7 separate regions of the Mus musculus genome follow, and all the other regions are linked to region 1. A link is a contact called in public HiCAR-type and promoter capture Hi-C data. All regions are on one chromosome and are shown on one strand. The core of a region is the stretch at or near the end of the contact, and the rest is flanking DNA. Distances in the headings are between cores, read along the strand shown. Region 1 holds the start of Ptprr (protein tyrosine phosphatase, receptor type, R). Region 2 holds the start of Tph2 (tryptophan hydroxylase 2). Region 3 holds the start of 4930579P08Rik (RIKEN cDNA 4930579P08 gene). Region 4 holds the start of Rab21 (RAB21, member RAS oncogene family). Region 5 has its middle 18 kb from the start of Rab21. Region 6 holds the start of Tmem19 (transmembrane protein 19). Region 7 holds the start of Zfc3h1 (zinc finger, C3H1-type containing).

Region 1 (2,884 bases), core at 155-2,654:
CAATTTAAGTTAATGCAAAATTTAGAGCTTCTCAAAGAGCCTGCAGTTGGCGAAATGTGTGTCACAGATAAACGAACCGTTTGAGAGAGAGAGAGGAAAAAAAAAATATATATATATATATATATATATATATATATATATATATGTGTGTGTGTGTGTGTGTGTGTGTGTGTGTGTGTGTGGCGGTGTTCAAAAAGCGGGGAAGAGGAAGGACATTATAATGTCAGGTTAGCCCAAAGCTTCTTAAGAAAAAAACAAATTTAGACCTTTGTAAGCAACTGGGTGGGCAGTGGTCTGAGTGAGGTCCATTGCCGAAGAGGCAGAAGGGAAACCTGCGAATAGAAGCAGAAGATGAACAGTCTTGAAGGGAGCTTGGCTGAGGGACATTTGGCCTTAGAGTAATTAGTCACTAGAATGGTAAGGATCTTCATCCTACCAACTTAGGTAAAGGAACTAAAAGTGCATATATTTGCACACTGTGCGAGCCTCGTTAAAGGTACAGGATTGGAGCGGAGAAGTCGAGTTAAGTTGATAAGGCTTGAGTGGCTCAGCTGTGAAAAGCTCTCCTTACTTTCCCAGAAGACCCGGGTCTTATTCCTGCGACCGCGTGGCAGTTCGCAACCATCCATAAATCCAATCCTAGCCTTTTAACAACCTCATTTGACCTCTGAGGGCAATGACACACAGGCGTGGTGGACAGACAGGCATGCAAGCAAAATACCCCAATACATTATTTTTTAAATTAATGATAAAATCTTAGGTAATTATTTCCATAAAACACCAAAGACCGTTCCTTTCCTTCGTATTACACGGGTGTACTTCCCTACCCTGTAAGTATGACCTCCCTGTTTTCAAGCACTCCAGTCAAAGACTTGAGGCTTGAATTTAGTGGAAGTACAAAGATTGGAAGAAAGAAGCCTGGGGTGAGCTCATTGGCAAGAAGGGGGCGCTCTCGGAATATCCCGTTTGCTTAAACACAGCAGGCTGTAAGTGGGAACATTTGCCCAACCAGGCCAGAACTCGCTGCTTGCCTATGCTTCACTAGGGTGGGGACATACTGGGAAACTGGTCAGCCTGCAAGCATTTAGTTGCCACAGTGAGCTGAGTCCACGCGTGATTCAAAAATGTGAGGAAGGAACCAGATGAGTGGCCCCCTCCACTTCCCTCCTTGGGTTTCTGTGGTCCTGGCCCCGCCTCTTCCCTCCCCACTCAACTCCTCCCCCCGCCCAGATTTAGGAGGAACTCTAGGACCTCAGATTTAGGAGGTCCCTAAAGCTAGCCTCCAGCCCCTCCTCCCCCTCCTCCTCCTCGTGGAGCTTGTTCCCCTCGCAGTCTCAGCTAAGACCCGGAGAGGTGGAATTTCGATTTGAAACTCCCTAGCCAGGGCCGGAGCTGGGCATGCTCAGTGCCTCGGTGTGTCTCGGCTGCTGCTAGCTGCACAGGCAGCAGAGGCGCTGCCTGGCTCGGAGGCTGGCACTAGAGTCCACCCCACTGTCACCACCGGCTGCGGGCTTCCAGAAGGCCAAACTCTCACCTCTTCTGAGCGTCTTGCCCCCATCAGCCTCGAGTCCCCATCTCCCGCAGCATCCTACTCTCGTATCTCCCCATCCCTTGCGGAGAGGAAGCAGGTGCTCGGTTCTGTAGGCACGCCACAGACTGCTCTGTGTACCCCAGCGGAGGACCCTGTCATCGGATGCCCGGGATCAAAGGACTCTTGGCAGTGGTTCTCTCAAATAGCACTTAGCCTAGAGTGGGGTTGCGGCGGAGTTTCTCCTCTGACCCTCAATGCACACACTATGAGGAGAGCGGTCGGCTTCCCTGCGCTGTGCCTGCTTCTTAATCTTCATGCTGCAGGTAAGGGCTTGCGGGGTTCAGAGCTGAAGCTAAGGAGAAGATGGGAAACAGCACACGCTAGAGGACTCCAGGGAAAGCTTGCCTGGCAGAGAAAGATTTGGGATAATGTCTGAGGGGTGAGAGAGTGCACCTGTTGGAAGGCTAGGGCTGAAAACTTAGGCTAAATTCAGCTCTCCCTTCTTTATCTTGCATGGCGAAGAGTGAACAGTTTTTAATGTGAATATAGATTTGGTCCCCCCTCCATTGAGCTTTCCTGCTTGTGCTTCTAGGCTTTGCGCTTGGTTGCACATTTTACAGGGAAAAAGAGATGAGACACCCTGCTGGATGAAGCCCTTCCTACTGCAGCGGCTACATCCATAAGATCTCCCAGTGTAGCGAGCGCTCACGGGGATGCCCTGTCTGTAACCTGACGGTCTGCATCTCCGCCCCTAAGAGCCAAATGCTCGGTTTATTCATCATGCTGCTCTAGGCTGCTTTGGCCCCTGCTCTTGTCATTCGGGTTTTCTGAACCAATAAGAGGAAGGAAAGGTTTCAAACCGGAGGCTCCTCTCTATTTCAGCACCACGGTCAGTATCCGCAGTCAGTAAAGAAAAACCCAACCACGCTGACAAGCCTGGGGGTTTTTTATCACTGTGTCCCCAGGATAGATTGGATGGGAGGCAGCGAGAGTGTAAACACATAAAAATAGATTGGACACAAGAATCACTGTGTAGTTCTAGGGATGCACAGCTGATAAAGTGCCTAGGAATTTTATATTCGGTGTCACCTGGCTCCTCTAACCCTGTGGACAGGCTCACTGGACTGCACCCTAGGTGATTTTCACACACGGGAACCAAAATAAAACATGGCAGAGAGATTTCAGGAACCCTGCCGAGACCGCAGTTGTCCATGCAGTGATCCTGTAGCAAGCACAGACCTTTTCTTTGAGTTTCTTTCACACGCATTCATTTCTCTAAGTACACCGAGTGGGAGTGTATTATGCTACTGTGAACACACACACACACACACACACACACACACACACACACAC
Region 2 (2,884 bases), core at 268-2,767, 830 kb before region 1:
TTTATTTCCATGCATTAAGATAACCTCCCTCACCGAGTTTATATATAATAGGAATAGATATTTTATTATTTATGAGTTGAGGGAGAGAAGGAGTTTATGCTGGCACTGGTACTTGACAGTATATTTAGCCATTAGAAGCTCAAATGTCTTCCTATTCCCAACATCTGCTCCCCCCTCTCCAGGTAATGCCTGTGTCTCATATGTCTAAGGTGCATTTTTATGGGAAAGTGTCATACATTAACCATAACTGAAGGGCTTCGTGGTTTTCTTCTTGCCGTTTATTACAGCTTCGGAATTCCTCAATGTAACACCTCATACAAATATTCATGATACTTGAGTATTAGAAAAGCTATTTTACATTTTGGCCTCATTTTCGCAAATCGACTTAAATAGTGCTAAGAAAGTTGCTGTGACTGTTTTTCAGCGTTTGTGGGTAATAAATAGAATGGACATACTTGGAGCTATGGCATTAACCCAATTTTTCTCTGACGAGCTGAATTTGCAATTGGTTGATAAACAGGAAGGACAACGGTGAAGCATCCCTTAAAATTTTAATGACAGAACCTTGGATGTGTATTTTATTGCATGTTAGCAAATCAAACCACTGTGTTTATTAAAGCTCATAACTGTTGGTCAAATTAAGACCTAAACCTTTGCAAGAACTGTAACTCTTCAAATACCATTCTTTAATGTTAGTATTTTAAACACACACACACACACACACACACACACACACACACATCTTGTAAATATTGAAGCAAACAGAATGCTTCCTTAACTCTTCCATCAATTAAGCTTTAAAGGGAGAGTAATGTGGCATGCAGGGAAACCTTTGAAGGGCCCTGGTTCCTCTTTTATTCCAAAACCTGCACTTAATCTCAAGAATACACATATTAGCTCTGTAGGGCATAGGAGACAATATTGCCTTGTAGAAACCAGAGAGATGTATTTAATTCTTTCTCCCAAATCTTCCTTATCAGCCTTTCAAGTTCTATACTTTGAAGGAGGAGTGAATTTAGCACATTGGTTCACATAATCTTTCATTCTTCACGATAGGGAACTTCACTTTCTATTTGAGGAGAGTTTATCTCCCAGCAACTCGCCCAGCTGCTTGTACTTTGTGGAGAGCTGAGGCAGACAGAAAGGAGGCAGTAAGACAAGACGACTGAGGAAAAGGGAGTTGAACTTCATGCTTACTCTACAGCAGGTGTCCATATGGTGAGGTTAAGACCATTGATGCCCTAGAGAACACCGGAGACTGCCAGATACTCGATACTCACTGTTAAGCTGCCAAGTAGCTGATGATCTTCTGGCACAGCAGAATCCAAGGACAACCCTCTCCTGGCCCAGTATTTACTGGAAAACATCATCATTGCGGGCTGCATGGCTCCCGATGTAATTTTCTTTCTCAGCAGCAGGGGGGACCAGAGGGGCGGCCTTGGCAGAGATGAAGGAGGAACTGCAGTGGCAGCTGCCTGCTCGGGGCGCTGTCCAGAACCCTGGTGCTGAAGAGCAGTGCGCTTCCTCCCCTCCCCGTGTTCCTTTATATGAGTGACTGAGGACTGATGGAAAGCTGATTAGAAAAAACTCATTTCTGGTTGCTGATGGCCACAGTCAGATTACACGTCTGAAGCTTGGGGTTATCTGTGCTCCTGATGAGATTTGTTTGTTTCGTAGGTCGAGTAGCTCTTTGGGAAGAGATGGAGGGGAACAATACATCAGGGTTATTATTTTTTTTTCTTGCAACAAAACAGCCGTCGTCTAATTTTGAATCTCAAGTCTGCTATTGGAAGGTTACCCTCCGTCTTTAAGTAACTATGAATTTAAGTGCTTTGTATTTTATAAAAGTAAAAAAATAACTTAAGAAAGGCTTTTCTGCTGGCATGACGTTACATTATGCAAATTTTACCTGTGTGTGTGTGTGTGTGTGTGTGTGTGTGTGTGTGTGTGTGTGTGTGACGGCTTTCATAAGAAGTCTGCTTCCAAAACCCATGGTGTTTCCATGTAGAAGGATATTCAGGCTTTTGAAATTCGAGGCTTGAACTTAGCTCAGATGCTAACCTTCTAGAATGTTCTTCATTAAGTAAGAAATATATGGAAATGAAATGCCCATAGGCCCATCATTCCTTTGATACTCTTCTGATACAATTTTATTGCTCTCCATCTATGACCTGATCAGACCCAGCAATTTGACAGGCATAGACAAGATTATATTTGTACTTTTCCAACTTTAGAAAGCCACAGGAAAGCTTGACAATCCTTTGAAGAATGGAAAATTCTTAAGCAAGAGCACATGTTTAACTGAAGAACTAACCAAAATCTGGGACCTATACAGTTTGATTATGTAGAAAGCAGAATGAAGGTTCTTCAAAGCAAGACTGTATATGTTAACATTGGTTGGATTTTAATTGTTTCTGGAGACTTGAGGGTTTAGGATTTTTGTTTGATCCAACTCTGGAAATAATCATCCAGCTTACTTGTCCTCTGAAAACCAGCACTGAGCAGCTAATAGGAAAAGCAAGTGTTAATAAATGAACCGAAGTAATTATGAAAAATGATGGTTGACAATGCTAATTCTGGACACTTTCTATGCATGTTTGTATGTCAGAACAGTCATCATAACAACACTCACAAAGAGTTACTGATTGTGTGTGTGTGTGTGTGTGTGTGTGTGTGTGTGTGTGTGTGTGTGTATGCATGTGTGTGTATATATGTGTGTATGTATACTAAGGCACAAAAGCTGTAGGTAAATTAACAAAGGTTCACGTGCTCACACAAATAAAGAATGTTCAAAGTAGGATTTTAATTCAGGCAATTTTGGCTTTCTCTACCATTACACTGTACAATCTCCCCAAGTACTCCAAATAAGGAGAAGGGTGTGAAG
Region 3 (2,884 bases), core at 265-2,764, 710 kb after region 1:
CAGGTGTTGGTTTACGCTCCCTGAATTTTGCCTTGTCATCTTTCAAGATCCACAGACATTTTCTATTTCTTCTGTTCCTCCTCTGCCACCAAGGGCTTCCAGTGAGTCAGTTTACCCTCCCCCATCCAGCTCAGCTAGACTTTTCAGTTAGAATTCCGACACCTTCCTGCTTTCGGAAAAACAAAGGCTCCCAGGGGCCTTGTGGCTCTCTCTCTCCAAGCGCGCACTTCATGAACTGTTTGGGACTGTGGGATTGCAGCTCAGTTTCTCTCTCCATTTTTCCACAGTCCTTGTTGCGTCTCCTTGTGAAGCCTGACTTGCTGGGGTTTGGGAGTGGGGCGCCGGGGGAGAAGAGGATGCCAACACTCACTTGAACAAGGGCTGCTCTCAGTCAGCTCGTTCAGATTACACCTCCAGTGAAAGATACTGAAAGTACTGGGCATTCTCCTGCCGTGAGCTTTGCGGAAATGATAGGCTGGCAACCCAAGAGAATAAGTTCAAGGCTAGCTTCACACGGGGACTGTAGGCTGCAGAAAAGTGCCGGCAGCTTAGGAATGAAGGCTGAGGGCAAGAAGGGCCAAAAACTCCAAGCGCACAAACTCCGCACACCCCAAAAGATCTGAGAGAGTATTAGAAAGACAAACGCGCCCCTTCTAGCTAACAGATGAGAACACACAGCCAGCCGGACCCGTTGGGAGGGAAAAGCGACCTGTGGCTGCTGTAGGTGGGAGAAGAAAAATCAGGAAACAACTTCAGCTTGAAAGAAGAGATGTTAGACACAAAGTAGTAAGACTAGCAGACGGTTCAGCGGCCAATCACACTGCTGCTTCCTTCAGTTTAAGGGGAAAAGGAAGTTACCCAAAGATGTTGTTTGCCCAGAATAAGAATTATAAGAGTATTGTATATTTATTTATTTTAGTTATTTTCAAACTGAACAAAGCGATACTTTCATCATCAGAAAGAGATGTTGTAATTGTGTTCTCTGTAAGAAATGTCTAGATTCTCTCTTTTTCTTTTTTTGACTTAAGCCCGGTGATGCACGTTTCTGTTTGTAGTTCATAAAGATCCTTTCTGTCTTTCACACTGACTAGTGGAGCCCTCAGAATGAACCCGTGGCCTCCATAGGGAAAGGGAAGCCTTTTCCACGGGAGGTTGGTGCTACAGGAGACCCCCTCCCATCTAATTGGCCTTGAAGGTAGTGTGTTGTTCAAGGTGAGCCTGCGCCTTACTCCTGTGGGAACCTGCTTTAGCTGGGCTTCCCTCTTCAGGCTGTCCCTTACCCTGCGGGTGGCCTAATAAATACAACTCCTTCATGGAACCTGACCCACCACCTCATACCTGTTTTCAGGCTGGCTCTGTGACAGAAACTGGAGAGGGAGGAGGAACGGGAAGGAATTGCCAGAGCAGGACTTGAAGAGTTAGGTAGACCAAGCTAGGAGGCGGGGGTGGGGGGTGGGGATAGGGGGGTGCGGGGGGGGGGGGGGTGGTGGGATGAGGCGGTTGGCTCCGCGCCTGCGCTGTAGAGGTCCAGGTCTGTGTACACAGGATGTCTGCAGCCTGGTCCAACAGCTGTCTATATCTCAGACCCAGTTGTGCCTTCTGCTCCTTGTTTTGCCTTCTCTTTGCTTGTAATGGCGAGCTCCCACACACACTGTGAAGGACTCTTTAGACCAGATTGTCTGTCTTTCTGCTCAGCAGCTCCAGCTGCCCGAAGGTGGGATGAACCTGTCTGCTCTGGAGCCAAAACTAGACCATCCCTCTCCCAAAATTTGCATCCTAAGGAGAAGCCTCGCAGCTTGGTCTCAAATAGAGTATAATTCTATGTATTCTTAGAAAGGGGGACACCCCACCCCACTCCCACCCCAAGCCAGGCCTGATAGTCTTGATTGTACGTTTTTTTTTTCCTTTAATTTTTTTTTTAATGAGTGCTTTAACTGAATGTAGACCTGCATATCAGAAGAGCAGAAGAGGGCATCAGATCCCATTACAGATGGTTGTGAGCCACCACTTGGTTGCTGGGAATTGAACTAAGAACCTCTGGAAGAGCAGACAGTGATCTTAACCGCTGAGCCAGCTCTCCATCAGATGTGGGGACTTGTAATCTTAGCTACTTGGAAGGCTGAGGCAGGGGGATTGAAAGTGCCAGATCTGCCTGGGCTACAGAGTGAGTTTCGGGGTCAGCCTAGGTGACCTAGCAACATTGTCTCAAAATAAGCCCAAAAATCTGTAAAATCAAAAGGTGAAAAGAATAGGAATATCTCTCTGTGGTAGAGAGCTTGGCTCACACATCTAAGTCCCTGGATTCCATGGTTCCATTCGAGAGAGAGAGAGAGAGAGAGAGAAGGGGGGGGCAAGGTAGGGGGGAACTTCTCTGGAGGAGTGTGTGAATTAGAATTTAATAAACAGATGGCTTTCTGGATCTATGAAAGACAGAGATTACAATACCTACACAAAAGGCTTTTCGGGTGTGAAGTGCCACAGTGCACATAACTAGCCCAGTGCTACAGAGAGAGTGGGGGGGAGACACGAATGTATCACGTGAGAAACTCCTGTGAACACAGCTAAAGAAAATTCGTTCCCTTAGTGTCCTCTCTCCATTTAACAGCTTTTTCAGTCTCCCGTCCACGTGCCCTTCCCCCTCCCTGTTTCATCTCATTCTGCCTCTGTCTCCAAGCAATCGGGAGATGACAAGTGTTTGTGGAAAGATCCACACCCTGATTGGAACAGCTGCCTTCTCAAGTGGGCCTGACTCAAAGGTGCCCACAGGACAGTGAAAGAAAGGCACAGCAAAGGTTCCCCTCTGCCCAGTGGTGGAGCTCAAGACCAGCGAAACCAAGAAAAATCTTCCCAACTTCTTAGTCAAGTCGTGCTTGTTGAGTTGGGG
Region 4 (2,884 bases), core at 258-2,757, 700 kb before region 1:
CTGTGTTAATTAAGATCTATTGTCAAGTCTGAGGGGTAATAAGTGTTTATCCCCCACTTCAGGTGCTAAGTGCGTTTCCTTATTTACCTTGACAACTCTGTGCACTAGATATAATCATTATGAGTACAGTAGCAGTAGAAACCCAGGGATGCACGGTTAAGCAATTTACCTAAGATCACGGGGCTATGGAAATAAATGGGGGTAGGATATGGATCCAGACGCCCAAACTCAAGATCACTAGCTTTTTTAGCCTCTGGACAGTCTGATCAAGACATGTTAATAGATAAATTCCTTCGAACACATGCAAACTGATTTTTTTTTTTAAGGAGACCAGGGAGATCGCAGATCCTTCAATGGCCTGGTTTCACTTTCAATTACATTGTAACACTTCCACACTTCCAATGGAACTGTAGAAGAAAGCCAGCGTTTTATGGCCTGACAGTAAAGAAAACGTGTAGCAGCAGTGCCTAGATTTTTTTTTTTTAGTTTGAAGACCGATTGCTGGCCACTACGCAACACGATGTTTCAACGCGGATAAGATCAAACCCCAAAGAATAAGGAAGCCACACGTCCGGACACAAGAAGGCTGCAAAGAAACGGGGTAACCGACAAGCAGCAAACAGTCGTTTAAAACAAAAACAAAAAAACCCTCCAACGACGGGTGTTTTACCACTCCATTTACTTTGAAAGCAGGACAAAATGGAACTTGCATAAACACTTAGTCATCAGTACGCTCTGGAAGTTACAAACCACCTCGTTCGCAAATTCTAATCCGTATCCGAGTTCCTACTTGGCGAAGAAAGAAGAAGGGCTGATGGTCTCGGAGACCACAGAGTGAAAACACCTGGTGTCCCCAGCCGAAGCCCATCAGAGGGGAAAACCAGCACGCAGACCGGGGGACTCCCCGACCTGCGCAGCCTCCACCGGCAACTGGGGACTTTTCCGGGTCCTCTCCCTCCCCACTGTGGGTCTTGACATCTACCGTGTGCTGAGGCCCGCGGGTCCCCAAAGCGATTGCAAAAGGCAATGGGAAGGCAGGGAAGGGGGTTTGACAGGCCAGAGGCAGAGGAGCGGGCGCGGGTCCCCAGCCCGGCTCCCCGGGGTCTGCACCTGCAGGGTGGTGATGTGCTTGTCGTTGAACTTGTTCTCGCAGTAGCGCAGCACCAGCGACGTCTTCCCCACGCAGCCTTCCCCGAGCAGCACCACCTTGAAGGAGTAGGCTCGGCCCGCCGCCGCCGCCGCCCCGCCGCCGGCCGCAGCCATCCCGCCGCCGCTACCCCGCCGCCCGAGCCCAGCGCCGCGCCGAACCCCGCACCGCCGCCGCCGGGGCGCCCGCTCCTCCCGGGCCCGGCTCTTTCACGCCCCGCCGAGCCCGGTGCTCGCCGCGTCCTTCCGCGGGCGAGGCCTGCGAGGGCCGAGAGAAAGTCCCAGAATGAAGGGCCCCGGCCACCACGTCAGGGACCCGAGGCTAGGGGAGAGCTGCCTCTCCTCCCTCTAATGGCGTCTCCTTCCTCCTACGTCACACCCCTCGTCACGTGACCGCGGTGGGCGGAGTCGGCGGCGGGCGAGCCTGGGCCTGTTTCCGCGTCCGCACGAACCGGCTCAGCATCCCGGGAATCCTGCGGTGGGAAGGAGCTGATCTTTGCGATCTGACCCCACTCTGATGGAATAGAATACAGGACATGATCGCCCGGCCCGAGGAATGGTCCCAAAGCGGATAGCCATCACACCAGGGGTCATCACACGCAAAGTCCGGCCAAGGTGCCCTTGAGTCTCTTTCTCTGGGCGCACAAATCCGGGCTCATGAACTTTACAGTTCGTCCACACGGCCAGGTCCTCGAGTCATCGTCCAGGTCTCAGCTTAAACCGGAAAGGCTTCCCTGACCACCCAGACCTTCCCACATCCTTCCATCCCTCTTACTCACTTCCTCACCGAGATATTTCCTAACAATGGTGCGCCTTCTTTATCGCTGCTTGCCACACTCGGTGGAATTCCGATTCGGTTGTAGGTTTAAGAGCAAGGATTGCAGAAGACTTAACTTCTCTCCGTTTCCAGCCCTAAAAGCCCAGGCTAAGAATAAATGCGGTCCCATCATCAGTCATCACTCCTGGTTCCCCAGGATTTCTGTCTATGCTGAGTCCACTTTGATGGGTCTGGTTTATTGGACGATTGCTTATTTTTTCTTCCTGTGTTTCCATTTTATTTCATGAAATACACTTTCCAAGAAAGCAACCTGGTATTTCTGAAATTTTGTAGTTTGGTGTCACTTAAAATAAACTTTCATCTCATCAGACTAATTTTACACTTCAACTTAAAGGCAGCTCATTCGTTCATTCAACGAGGGCGTGAATGTAGCCAATGCTTGCCATTCTCTGTGTCGCATTAGATACAATGTCTCTGTCCTCAGAGAGCTTACATTTTTAACCAAGGAAACAACGCATGCGCAATTTACACACTGCATGCTTTTTAAGGAGAAGCAATTCAGAATGTTTTACAAAGATACATGGGAAGCTAGCTGAGTTAGCGTCCTAGAAGAGCTTCCTGGAGAAAGCTGCCTTTTGTTAGGAGTATCTTCGGCAAAAAGGAGAGCCGTGAAGTAGAAAGGAGCATCCGACATTGACGTGTGACAAGAAGTCAGACAAGAAATCAGAGACATTACCTTTAAGTTCAAGGCCAGCCTCTTTTGAATTGTGAGCTCTAAGCTAATTGGAGCTACATAGCAAGACACCATTTCAGTAATAATAATAATGATAATATTTACAATAATAATGCAAATAGGAAAAGAATTTGTGATGTAACTTGCAAGGTATCAATTCAAAAACAGTCTTTAACCTGGTACAGAATGTTATCGGGTCCTTTTACAAAATTATAATTAGAAAATTG
Region 5 (2,884 bases), core at 148-2,647, 680 kb before region 1:
TAGGTTACACTACGGTTTGTAACATGCCCAGGTCCTCACCAAAGAAACACAGCCGCCTCCACCCTGGTTCCTACGCTAGACTAAGAGTCTGACTCACACCAACCCTGAGGCTCACACTACCACAAAGTTCATAAATGGTAACATCAGCATTAAAACCACCCTGATGACTCCCTGTCTGACATGTGACTTAGAAGTCATCACTTCCATCCTTGGAACGAGGATAAAGCCAGACACACTGAAAATTTATCTGCGCATGTGGCACATGCCTGTAATCCCAGAATTTGGGAACTGGATCAGAGTTCAGGGTCACCCCCATGCTACATAAGTAGTCTGAGATCAGACCGAATTACATGAGATCCTGTCTCAAACAGACAAACCCATCCCAACCCAAACCACACAAAGCAAAAGTTTAAACTGAAGACTCTTTTTTTTAGATCTGTCCAAAAGCTGATGTCATGGAACAAATTACTGCCCGGAAAATTGGAAAGAGACGTGATAGAATTATAGTTTTCAGGGAGAAACTCTGGGCAGAAGTCACTGTAACTGACCCATTCTGAGCCTCAGTGTAGAATTACCCTCTTGAGAGGGCCCATGATTAAGAAAACACCTACATTTCCTCAAAATTCACCTTCAGCACCCATATCACACATTCTCTGTGAGGACAGAGAAAAGCCCCTCTATGGGACTTTTGAGAACAGGCTCTGAAACTTTTGTTTTCCTCAAAAGAAATTCTTTTCCTAATGCTTAAGCACTTAGTGTTTTACCAAATTTTACCTGACCAGAAGAAAGGGAATTACCCAGGCTCAGCTACCCTCTAGCCATTTCGGTGTGGAAATACCCAACCGTGTTTCACTCTAAGCCCGAGACCTAATTATAGACTCACAGGACACCTCTCTCATAGCTTGCAACCAGATCACCGGGCCTCTGCCTAACAACAGAAGACTATGGCTAAAAGGACCTGCAAGCCTTAGATTTTGTGCTTTAATTCCTACTTTAGGAAGATGGCAAAGTGGTAGGGAAGATAGAAACAGACACATGGAGGGAAATTTGAGCCTCCGACACAACAGCAAAGCGAAAACGTACACTTTATGCCTCAGATAAACATACAGCACAGAGGCTAATCTACCTAAGGTCCCAGTGGCCTGATACGTGGAAAACCGCCAGGATTTGCTATGCAAAAGAAAAAAAAAAAAACCAGTCTGACCACACACACACACACACACACACACACACACACACAAAGCAAAACGAGACATAGACATGGCGTGGCATGGTGGTAAGTCCTGACAGTCTTAGCTACTTGGGAAGTATTGGCAGGAAGATCAAGAGCTCCAGGCCAGCTTGGGAACTGGGACAATGTATCACGATTTTGTGCCCAGCCAGCCCACGCACATACCAAAGCCCGAAACCAAACCAAAGCAACCGAACTGAAGTCCTTATTCAGACCCGGCTGGGATTCCACAGAGATTCTGGAATTCTTGTAACTGGGATCCTGGAGCTGATGCCAACAGCAGAGGCAGGAGTGGGGTCTTTAACTCATGCTCTCTTTAGAGAGTGGCTGAGCTGAGAAATCTGTGCACATCACTCCAAGGTGACATTACATCTCCTCTCCAGCTGGCAGACTCCTCAAGGAAGGAGAACAAAGGTAGTTCACCATCCCCAAGCCCAGGCTTGCCATGCCTCTGCGACCTGTAGCATCTCTGTTTCTCTCGTCATCCTTACACCCTTCTTTTAGTCTCTGCACATCTGAGCCCAGGCTGGACTTGGAGTGCTGAGTCCAATTGCTGTCTGCTGATATTAACAGAGTAATGCTTCTGCAGGCAGGGGCTGGAGAGTTAACTCAGAACCAGCCAACAGTGCCAAGGGTGCCATCAGGACTGCTCAGTGTCTGGGGAAGGACGAGTCCTTCTTTGATGAGGATGTGGCCATCGACAGGATTCCAGTGTTCCTTTGTCCCATACCCATGCACAGATATTTATGCTCACCACTAACTGGACTTGTGGCTCATGAAACAAGACGTGGAGCTCAGGCAAAAAATGACAAGTGTAAACGACAGCAGAAAAGAGAAGCCCCGCATGCTGTGTAGAGTGAATGGCACTCCCCTGATTACTAAGCCAAGGAGGAAAGGGACCAAGGGGCTTGGGTTAGTGTGTATAACCTGTCCTCCATCAGTGCACCTCCATTCTAGAACGATGCCTGACTTTGCAAGGTTGTGAAACTGCACTGCCTTGGCTCATCTGAATCTCTTTGTTCTTATTATGAAATGAGGGTCTGTCCATGGTCCATGTTTCTCCCAAGATCATACTCCCTTGCAGATGTGTTTCCTCATCTATGGCTAGAGGGAGGGGGCAACCAAAGACCGAAGAGGCCAGGCCATCTTCCTTTCCCAGAGCAAGAATAATCAATATAAAAAGAGCAGGAGCATTTCGAGGTTTCATAGACTTAGTTGCTAAATGCTAACAAATACTAACTTACCGGTGGCTTACATTAAAGAAGACACTATTAACGTGCTTCCTCCTTTAAGAGATAGGTGCTATTCATAGCCCTAGTTTATATGGATGAACAGTCCCAGCCACAGAGAAGCTAAGTAAACAGGGCCAGAAAGCTGGAGTGGCAGGCATAGGGTTTAAAACTGTAGTCTAGGATCGTGCGGCTTCTCAAATGTGCCTTGGTGGATTAGCTAGCTCTCAGCTGCTGCTATAACAAAGCAACACAAACTCAAGTGGTTTAGAACAACACAAAATGAGTATCTTACAGATCCATAAGCCAAGCCAAAAAAAAAATTGGTGTGTCAGTGTGGCTGTTTTCCTACATCTCTAGGGCTTACAGGTAGGAATCCGTTCCAGCTCCTAGAGGCCACTCTCCCTCCTTCATCTTCAAAGCC
Region 6 (2,884 bases), core at 281-2,780, 660 kb before region 1:
GCACACCCAACCCAGAGTCACTACCTCAAGTCCCCGTTTTGAAATGTTACAGATCTCACTGGAATGTTGGCCCACATAATTCCAGAACATAGGAGCCTGAGACCAGAGGATTTGAATTTGAGATCACCCAGGGCTACAAGCTGGGGCCTTGTCTTAAAACAAAACAACCCAAACAGGCAACAAACAAGAGTTGGATATGGAGCAGCCTCTGAACACATGCATGGGTGCACAGTATATGCAAAACCCTGGATTTAACCCCCCCCCCCACTCTAAGAGCCAAATCCAAAATAATCCTTTAGAACCATCACAGGACCAAGGTATATAATCCGAATATATTAATGCCAAAATGAAATCCATCAGCTTGTACAATTAATATATACTAAGGGAGAAAAGTCCGTAAAGTCTTGTCTTATGTTGAAGTGTCCTGTAAAGTCATATACGATGGTTGGAGGTTGTAATCCCAATACTCTGGAGGCTGAGACAGGGATCAGGAAGAATTCAGTAGCAGGAGCAGTAGTAGGAGCTAAGACAGCAAGATTTGGCTTCATGAGAGCAAAGATGTACCAAGAAGCCAATGGAAAGACCAAGTGGCTGCAGGGTACGGTGATGATCAAACCGGACGAGCAAGAGGACAGTGTCTGCACGAGACCTATCTATTTGTGTGAAGTGACAAATTCTTCAACTTGCAAATGAAAAGACTGTACCTCCTTTGTTATTCTCACGGGATTATGAAACCGCTACACCATGGCAAATCTTAAAAAGATAAGCATCCCCCAAATTGTTTCACAAAACTACCTTTTATGTCTCCCCCCCCCCCAACTAAGGTAAACAGAAGTAATTATTTGAGACATGCGTTTTGTGATAGGTATCATTAAATATCAGCACAAGAAACATCATGGAAGGCTGTAAAGTTCTCTAGACATTGTTTATCTTATCACCGTAGCAAACCAGATTCAGGTTTCGGCAGTGAACATAACTGTTCTTAACCATTTACATATTTTTTGGATTTTGAAGTCGTAGTTTAAAATTCCACCCATTAACTTCTAGCAAAACTTAAAACACTTTTACTTACCATAATAGGTGCTAGCAGTCATTGACATAATCCAGAACGCTAGGGAAATGCAAATGATCAGGCTCAGTATTACTATATTGGTAATCATCTTTATATACCTTTTGCACGTAGTGTCGTCACTATCTGTCATGGAAAATAGAGCTACGAGCACCTGAGGGGGGGGAATAGATAGCATTTCAGATGAACCAAGTCATTCAAGTTTCTTGCAACAATACTCCTTTAGAGGCATAGAGAAATACCAACATCTTCCACCAACCGAACGACAAAATAGAATCGTAAATCCAAAACGTCTAGTCACTGCTGCAGGCGCAGCGCTCCGGCTCGACCCGGGGAGGTTAACGCCGCCCTTGGAAAAAGAAGGTGCAGGGAGGATGCACAGAGGACCCGCCAGGCCAGCAGGGAGGCCGGCAGCTCCCACCTAGAGGGACCCGGAAGGAGCACAAACGACCGGTGGCCAATGAGCGGCCAGCACCGCGGAGCCCCGCCCCTCCCCGCCCTCGGACCCCCCCCCCGAGCTCCGCCCCCGCACGGCGCGCTCCGCCCCCTGGGCCCCTGCTCCAAGTCTGCCCCAGCTCCACCTCTGCCGTACGCTGCCCGGGCAAGCGAACCAAGGCTGGGAACAGCGCGGGCGAGCGCCTTTACGTCCCCACCCCGCTGCCCCGGGAGTCGCTCTGGTCTCTCCGCGACTCCCTCCGTGTACGCATGCGCAGCAGCCCTGCTCCGCTCACGTGACTCGTCGAGGCGGAAACCCGGCTTGAGTTTGCTTAGTGTCTCTTTGCGGGTCGGAGTGCTGTTTCTAAAGCACCTCCAAAATAGACGTTAGGACAAATTAGGTCTTGGGATTTGTGGACAGCCTAGACTTGAAAAAAAAAATGTCACCAGTAAGGGTGGTGTGGGTCACTAAAACCTGCCATTGATGGAATAATGAACTGCGAGTGAATTTAGAGCCAGTAATGGGTTGTAACTTATGAAGCATTCATACCAGGCGATAGGGTGTGGACGACGTAGGAGTTTATCGTTAGAAGCGAAATTACTTAGAAAGTAGCTTAAAACAATGGCTTGGCTCTTAACCTGGGCCAGACTCAACTGGTACTGCGGTATGTAAACATAAATATAGTTCCCACGGTTGAGCTTTTGTATAATTACTGTTCTAACACACATTGTGGAAGTGTCTGTCCCCATCCACTCTATCTGTAAAAGTAACTTATTCGTCTGATGTATTGTCCTCTTGTAGGGCTCACTGTTGAATAAGCTCACCCTTTATAGTTCTTTCTAGAACTCTGGCTGTCTGGTTCAACCTAGCTGTTCTGGCTCAAACTCCTCACCAAGCTGCCTGATTCAATCTGGCTTCTCTCAAGTTCCCATTGAATTGTTCTGCCTAGCCTCAAACAACTCTGGCATTTTGTTCTAATCACCTGGCTCCTTCTTGTTCTCTGGCTTTAGTTGACTCTGCTCACCTGCAATGAACTTCATAGACTTGAAACAAACAAAAACCACAACCCGAACTCAACTGCAACTGCACCGCACTCCTGGCACTGCCTCCCACCTCTGACTAGCTGTCTCTCCCTGCACTGGGGCTCTTAAAATAGCTTCTCTTTCCTGTGCTGTCCTTGTAAGATGCATTCTGTCTCTGACTCATTCTGTCAAATCTTTCGATCTTTGTTACTTTGTCTGGCCCTCAATTAGACATCACTTTCACACCTGGCTCCTTCCTTCTAAAAACGAATTTGACCTTAAAGGACTGTACTCAGGTTGTATCCGTGTTCCAGGCAGAGGGGTTAAAGGGATGTGGCCTGTCTGCGATCTAGCCAG
Region 7 (2,884 bases), core at 214-2,713, 630 kb before region 1:
AAATCAGAACTGTTTTCAGTTTAGTTTTCAGTATTTCTTTTCTTCAGGCAGTTGGCAGTTCTAGAAGGAAAGGTGACCATTTACTGAGTGCCGCCTATTATATTCAAGTCGGTGTTCACATGCTTTGGAGTTTGACTTAACAGAATTAAAGACATGACTGTACGTTCAACCTGTGTGTGAGTGCGTGATTCTGTTCAAGAGAGAGTTTCTATTTGCTCTTTGATAAACATTGCTTAATTAGATTGACTCAGTTACCATGTGTGACTATTAGAAATGTTTCCCACGTCAATTCCAGTAGTGAAAATTGCCTAATCTTAACTCGAACTCAGCAGGCTTCTAAAGTGATTTGTTGGTTTGAACCCTTATGGCGTCATTCTTCTTAAGGCATGGTCTAAGATATAAAAAATAAAAGAGTAGAAAATAAAGGTATACTCATCACTTTTTAATGCAAGGCATAGTAACTCGGGTTTCTTTTTCTTTTCTTCCTTTCTTTCTTTTTTTTTTTTCAAATTTGGTAAACTTTCCTCGGAAAAGGAGCAAATGTTTCCAGATGTGCGGACCCACACACAAAGGACAAGAGCGAGGCTCCCCTTGCTCTTCGCAGCTGGGCAAGTGACCAAAGTCAGAGGACCTTGTTCTTCTGACACGACCGAGACTCAAGACTGCCTAGGCTCCCGTTTCCGTCACCCCGCTCCCCTCCCAGGTTTACCTGTGGAAGCTGATGTTAATGTGCTTGTTGTAGGTAGCAGCACAGCCCGCCGCGGCGCAATTGGTCGGCATTTCCCCGGGCCCCTCATTCGGCGCCACCTTACGCCACTTCGGAGGCGCTGCCCGCTAAGCAAGCTTCTGTCAAACGCTAGACAAACGAGGCAGGCGACCCCGCGCCGCCAGCTCGGTGCAGAGCGCGGGGAGGGCAGAGGGGCGTGCACAGTACCGGGGTGGGAGGGAGGGCCCACTCTCCTGTCTCTTTATTAATATGGCGGGCTTAGGCCTGCAGAGCCAACGTGCCGGAGCTCCGGGCGCAGACAGTCGCCTTCACCAACATGGCGGCCACACCCGCTCCCCGCCCTCCCCTACCTCCCGGGGTCCCAAAGAGACTAGGTCCAGCGTCTCAGACGGGGGCCCCCTAGCAATGAATGAGAAGATGGCAGATGTCTTCCCCACCGACTAATGACTCTGAAACTCAGGTCTGCGGCTGAAAGAGCATGTCCGCAACCCAGACACTAACCCCTTCCTTCCCCGCCTGCCACCTCGGACGGGATGCTAGGGGACAGTTAAGACTGCAGGGACACAAGGGCGAAGCCTGGAGCAAGAGGAGACTACAAATCCCAGCCAGCACCGCGGCGGACATGGGGGTGGGCGCTTCCTGTCTCGCAAGACTCGGAGGGTCGCCTTCCGGCGTGCCGCAGGAAATGACGCTCGGGACCCGGCCTCCTTCTACAGAGGCTTTCTCGCGAGGCGGAAGAGCAGCAAGGGGGCGCTAGGAGAGGGAACTGGCGAGCGACGGTCCGACGAGCGAGAGAGAGCGATCTGGGGTGCGGGGAAGTTGGGGAGCAGAACCTGCCGGGCGTCCGAGCACGGGAAAGGCCGCGCCCGCCGGGTCCGTTAGGACAGAGGGCGGAGGAGGAAGGGGAAGGCAGGCGGCGGTCGGGCGGTCCCCGGCCGGAGGGCTTCAGGTCGTGTGGCCAGCGCTGCACTCCGGATGGCGGCCGCCGCCGATCCTTCGACCCCGGCCTCTAGCGGCCTCTCGCCGAAGGAAGAAGGGGAGCTCGAAGACGGGGAGATCAGCGACGACGACAACAGCCGGAGCCGGAGCAGCAGCAGCAGCAGCAGCGGCGGCGGGCTGTTACCGTACCCGCGGCGGCGGCCTCCTCCCCCGGCCCGGGGCGGTGGATCCGGGGGAGGCGGCGGCGGCTCCTCGTCCTCCTCGTCGTCCTCCCAGCAGCAGCTGAGGAATTTCTCACGCTCACGGCACCCGGCCGAGCGGGGCCAGCTCAGGGGACCCAGCAGCTACCGACCCAAAGAACCGTTCCGGACTCACCCGCCCCCAGGGCGGATGCCGTCGGGGTCCCTGTCGGAAAGCAGCCCCCGGCCGTCCTTCTGGGAGCGGAGCCACATCGCCCTGGACCGTTTCCGCTTTCGAGGCAGCAGGCCTTACCGGGGTGGGAGTCGCTGGAGTCGGGGGCGAGGAGTGGGGGAGCGAGGAGGCAAGCCGGGGTGCAGACCTCCTGGAGGAGGAGGATCAGGAGGAGCGGGATCCGGATTCGGCAGCAGCCAGAGCTGGCGAGAACCCTCTCCACCCCGCAAGAGCTGTATCCTTAACGTGGCGGTCCGCCCTGGGTGTGTCGCCGGAGCTCCCTTTGGCGTCATGGCTAGGTCCCGGAGTTTTTTAACTTTTCAGAACCACTCATTTCTCTCCCCCGTTCGTCGGCGGTTGTCACGGGCCGCACTCCACCGCTATTTTCGTAGGCTGTTTGACTGAATGGGTGCCTTTTGCTTTTGGATAGGACTGTGTCATGGATTCGGGTCAGCTAGGGAAATGAAATACAGTCTGGGTTTTTAAACAGGACACCAACAGCCCAAGTTTTGTTTGTCTATTTGTTTGTTTGTTTCTTTTTTGCAAGCCCTGGGATTTCGTATTTAACAGGAAATCGACTTAGATTATTAAGGAAAAGAAGTACTCAAACATCTGGAGGAATACTGTTACTTTTATTACGTCCTGACTTTAGAGTTCGTAAAGTTTTCCTCTGTAATTCTTACTGTTCTTGTGATTTTTTTTTTCTTAAATTTGTAGTTATTCATCCCCGTTGCTGCCCTTTGTTTTCTGTGTTTGTGTGTGTGTGTGCACGCGCGTGTGCAGATCCTTTATTTTTACCAGTTTTAC

Evidence for each region. Promoter capture Hi-C pulls out the DNA fragments that hold promoters and counts their contacts. HiCAR-type assays count read pairs that join an accessible place to other places.
Region 2: a promoter capture Hi-C map of embryonic stem cells shows a contact between it and region 1, with 3 times the contacts expected there. The contact joins the promoter of Tph2 here to the promoter of Ptprr in region 1. A contact is called at or near these places in 10 of 39 promoter capture datasets (the 3T3-L1 cell line, cranial neural crest, embryonic stem cells and 4 more) and 1 of 115 datasets of contacts at active chromatin or transcription factors (microglia).
Region 3: a promoter capture Hi-C map of liver shows a contact between it and region 1, with 2.4 times the contacts expected there. The contact joins the promoter of 4930579P08Rik here to the promoter of Ptprr in region 1. A contact is called at or near these places in 3 of 39 promoter capture datasets (the 3T3-L1 cell line, hippocampal neurons and liver).
Region 4: a contact with region 1 is called in a HiCAR-type map of astrocytes, with 4 times the contacts expected there. The contact joins the promoter of Rab21 here to the promoter of Ptprr in region 1. A contact is called at or near these places in 10 of 39 promoter capture datasets (the 3T3-L1 cell line, 3T3-L1-derived adipocytes, the SN4741 cell line and 6 more), 2 of 484 Hi-C or Micro-C datasets (the N1E-115 cell line and embryonic stem cells) and 7 of 115 datasets of contacts at active chromatin or transcription factors (astrocytes, differentiating embryonic stem cells, embryonic forebrain and 4 more).
Region 5: a contact with region 1 is called in a HiCAR-type map of astrocytes, with 2.6 times the contacts expected there. The contact joins the enhancer-like site here to the promoter of Ptprr in region 1. A contact is called at or near these places in 10 of 39 promoter capture datasets (the 3T3-L1 cell line, 3T3-L1-derived adipocytes, cranial neural crest and 6 more) and 2 of 115 datasets of contacts at active chromatin or transcription factors (astrocytes and forebrain).
Region 6: a promoter capture Hi-C map of second pharyngeal arch cranial neural crest shows a contact between it and region 1. The contact joins the promoter of Tmem19 here to the promoter of Ptprr in region 1. A contact is called at or near these places in 5 of 39 promoter capture datasets (the 3T3-L1 cell line, cranial neural crest, hippocampal neurons and 2 more).
Region 7: a contact with region 1 is called in a HiCAR-type map of astrocytes, with 2.3 times the contacts expected there. The contact joins the promoter of Zfc3h1 here to the promoter of Ptprr in region 1. A contact is called at or near these places in 6 of 39 promoter capture datasets (the 3T3-L1 cell line, cranial neural crest, frontonasal cranial neural crest and 2 more) and 6 of 115 datasets of contacts at active chromatin or transcription factors (astrocytes, craniofacial prominence, embryonic forebrain and 3 more).

The regions. Positions count from the first base shown.
Region 1 is chr10:116,016,959-116,019,842 of GRCm38.p6, forward strand. It overlaps Ptprr (protein tyrosine phosphatase, receptor type, R), which reads left to right and starts at 1,405. Exons shown (of 14, transcript NM_011217.2): 1 at 1,405-1,854. The coding sequence starts at 1,797.
Region 2 is chr10:115,183,505-115,186,388 of GRCm38.p6, forward strand. Tph2 (tryptophan hydroxylase 2) reads right to left here and starts at 1,518. Exons shown (of 11, transcript NM_173391.3): 1 at 1,281-1,518. The coding sequence starts at 1,385.
Region 3 is chr10:116,727,739-116,730,622 of GRCm38.p6, forward strand. It overlaps 4930579P08Rik (RIKEN cDNA 4930579P08 gene), which reads left to right and starts at 1,515. Exons shown (of 3, transcript NR_131036.1): 1 at 1,515-1,714. It overlaps 1700030O20Rik (RIKEN cDNA 1700030O20 gene), which reads right to left and starts at 1,439. Exons shown (of 3, transcript NR_045345.1): 1 at 1,339-1,439.
Region 4 is chr10:115,314,084-115,316,967 of GRCm38.p6, forward strand. It overlaps Rab21 (RAB21, member RAS oncogene family), which reads right to left and starts at 1,508. Exons shown (of 7, transcript NM_024454.1): 1 at 1,111-1,508. The coding sequence starts at 1,263.
Region 5 is chr10:115,332,429-115,335,312 of GRCm38.p6, forward strand. No RefSeq gene overlaps it. Among named protein-coding and RNA genes, the nearest start is that of Rab21, 18 kb to the left of the region's middle. Within about 2 kb of position 1,398, at least 119 of the 459 cell types and tissues checked have an H3K27ac peak or open chromatin away from gene starts, as enhancers often do. A contact at or near this core is called in astrocytes, where this site is marked.
Region 6 is chr10:115,360,737-115,363,620 of GRCm38.p6, forward strand. Tmem19 (transmembrane protein 19) reads right to left here and starts at 1,531. Exons shown (of 7, transcript NM_133683.4): 1 at 1,316-1,531; 2 at 1,073-1,223. The coding sequence starts at 1,202.
Region 7 is chr10:115,383,496-115,386,379 of GRCm38.p6, forward strand. Zfc3h1 (zinc finger, C3H1-type containing) reads left to right here and starts at 1,464. Exons shown (of 35, transcript NM_001033261.2): 1 at 1,464-2,312. The coding sequence starts at 1,703. It overlaps Thap2 (THAP domain containing, apoptosis associated protein 2), which reads right to left and starts at 940. Exons shown (of 3, transcript NM_025780.4): 1 at 710-940. The coding sequence starts at 780.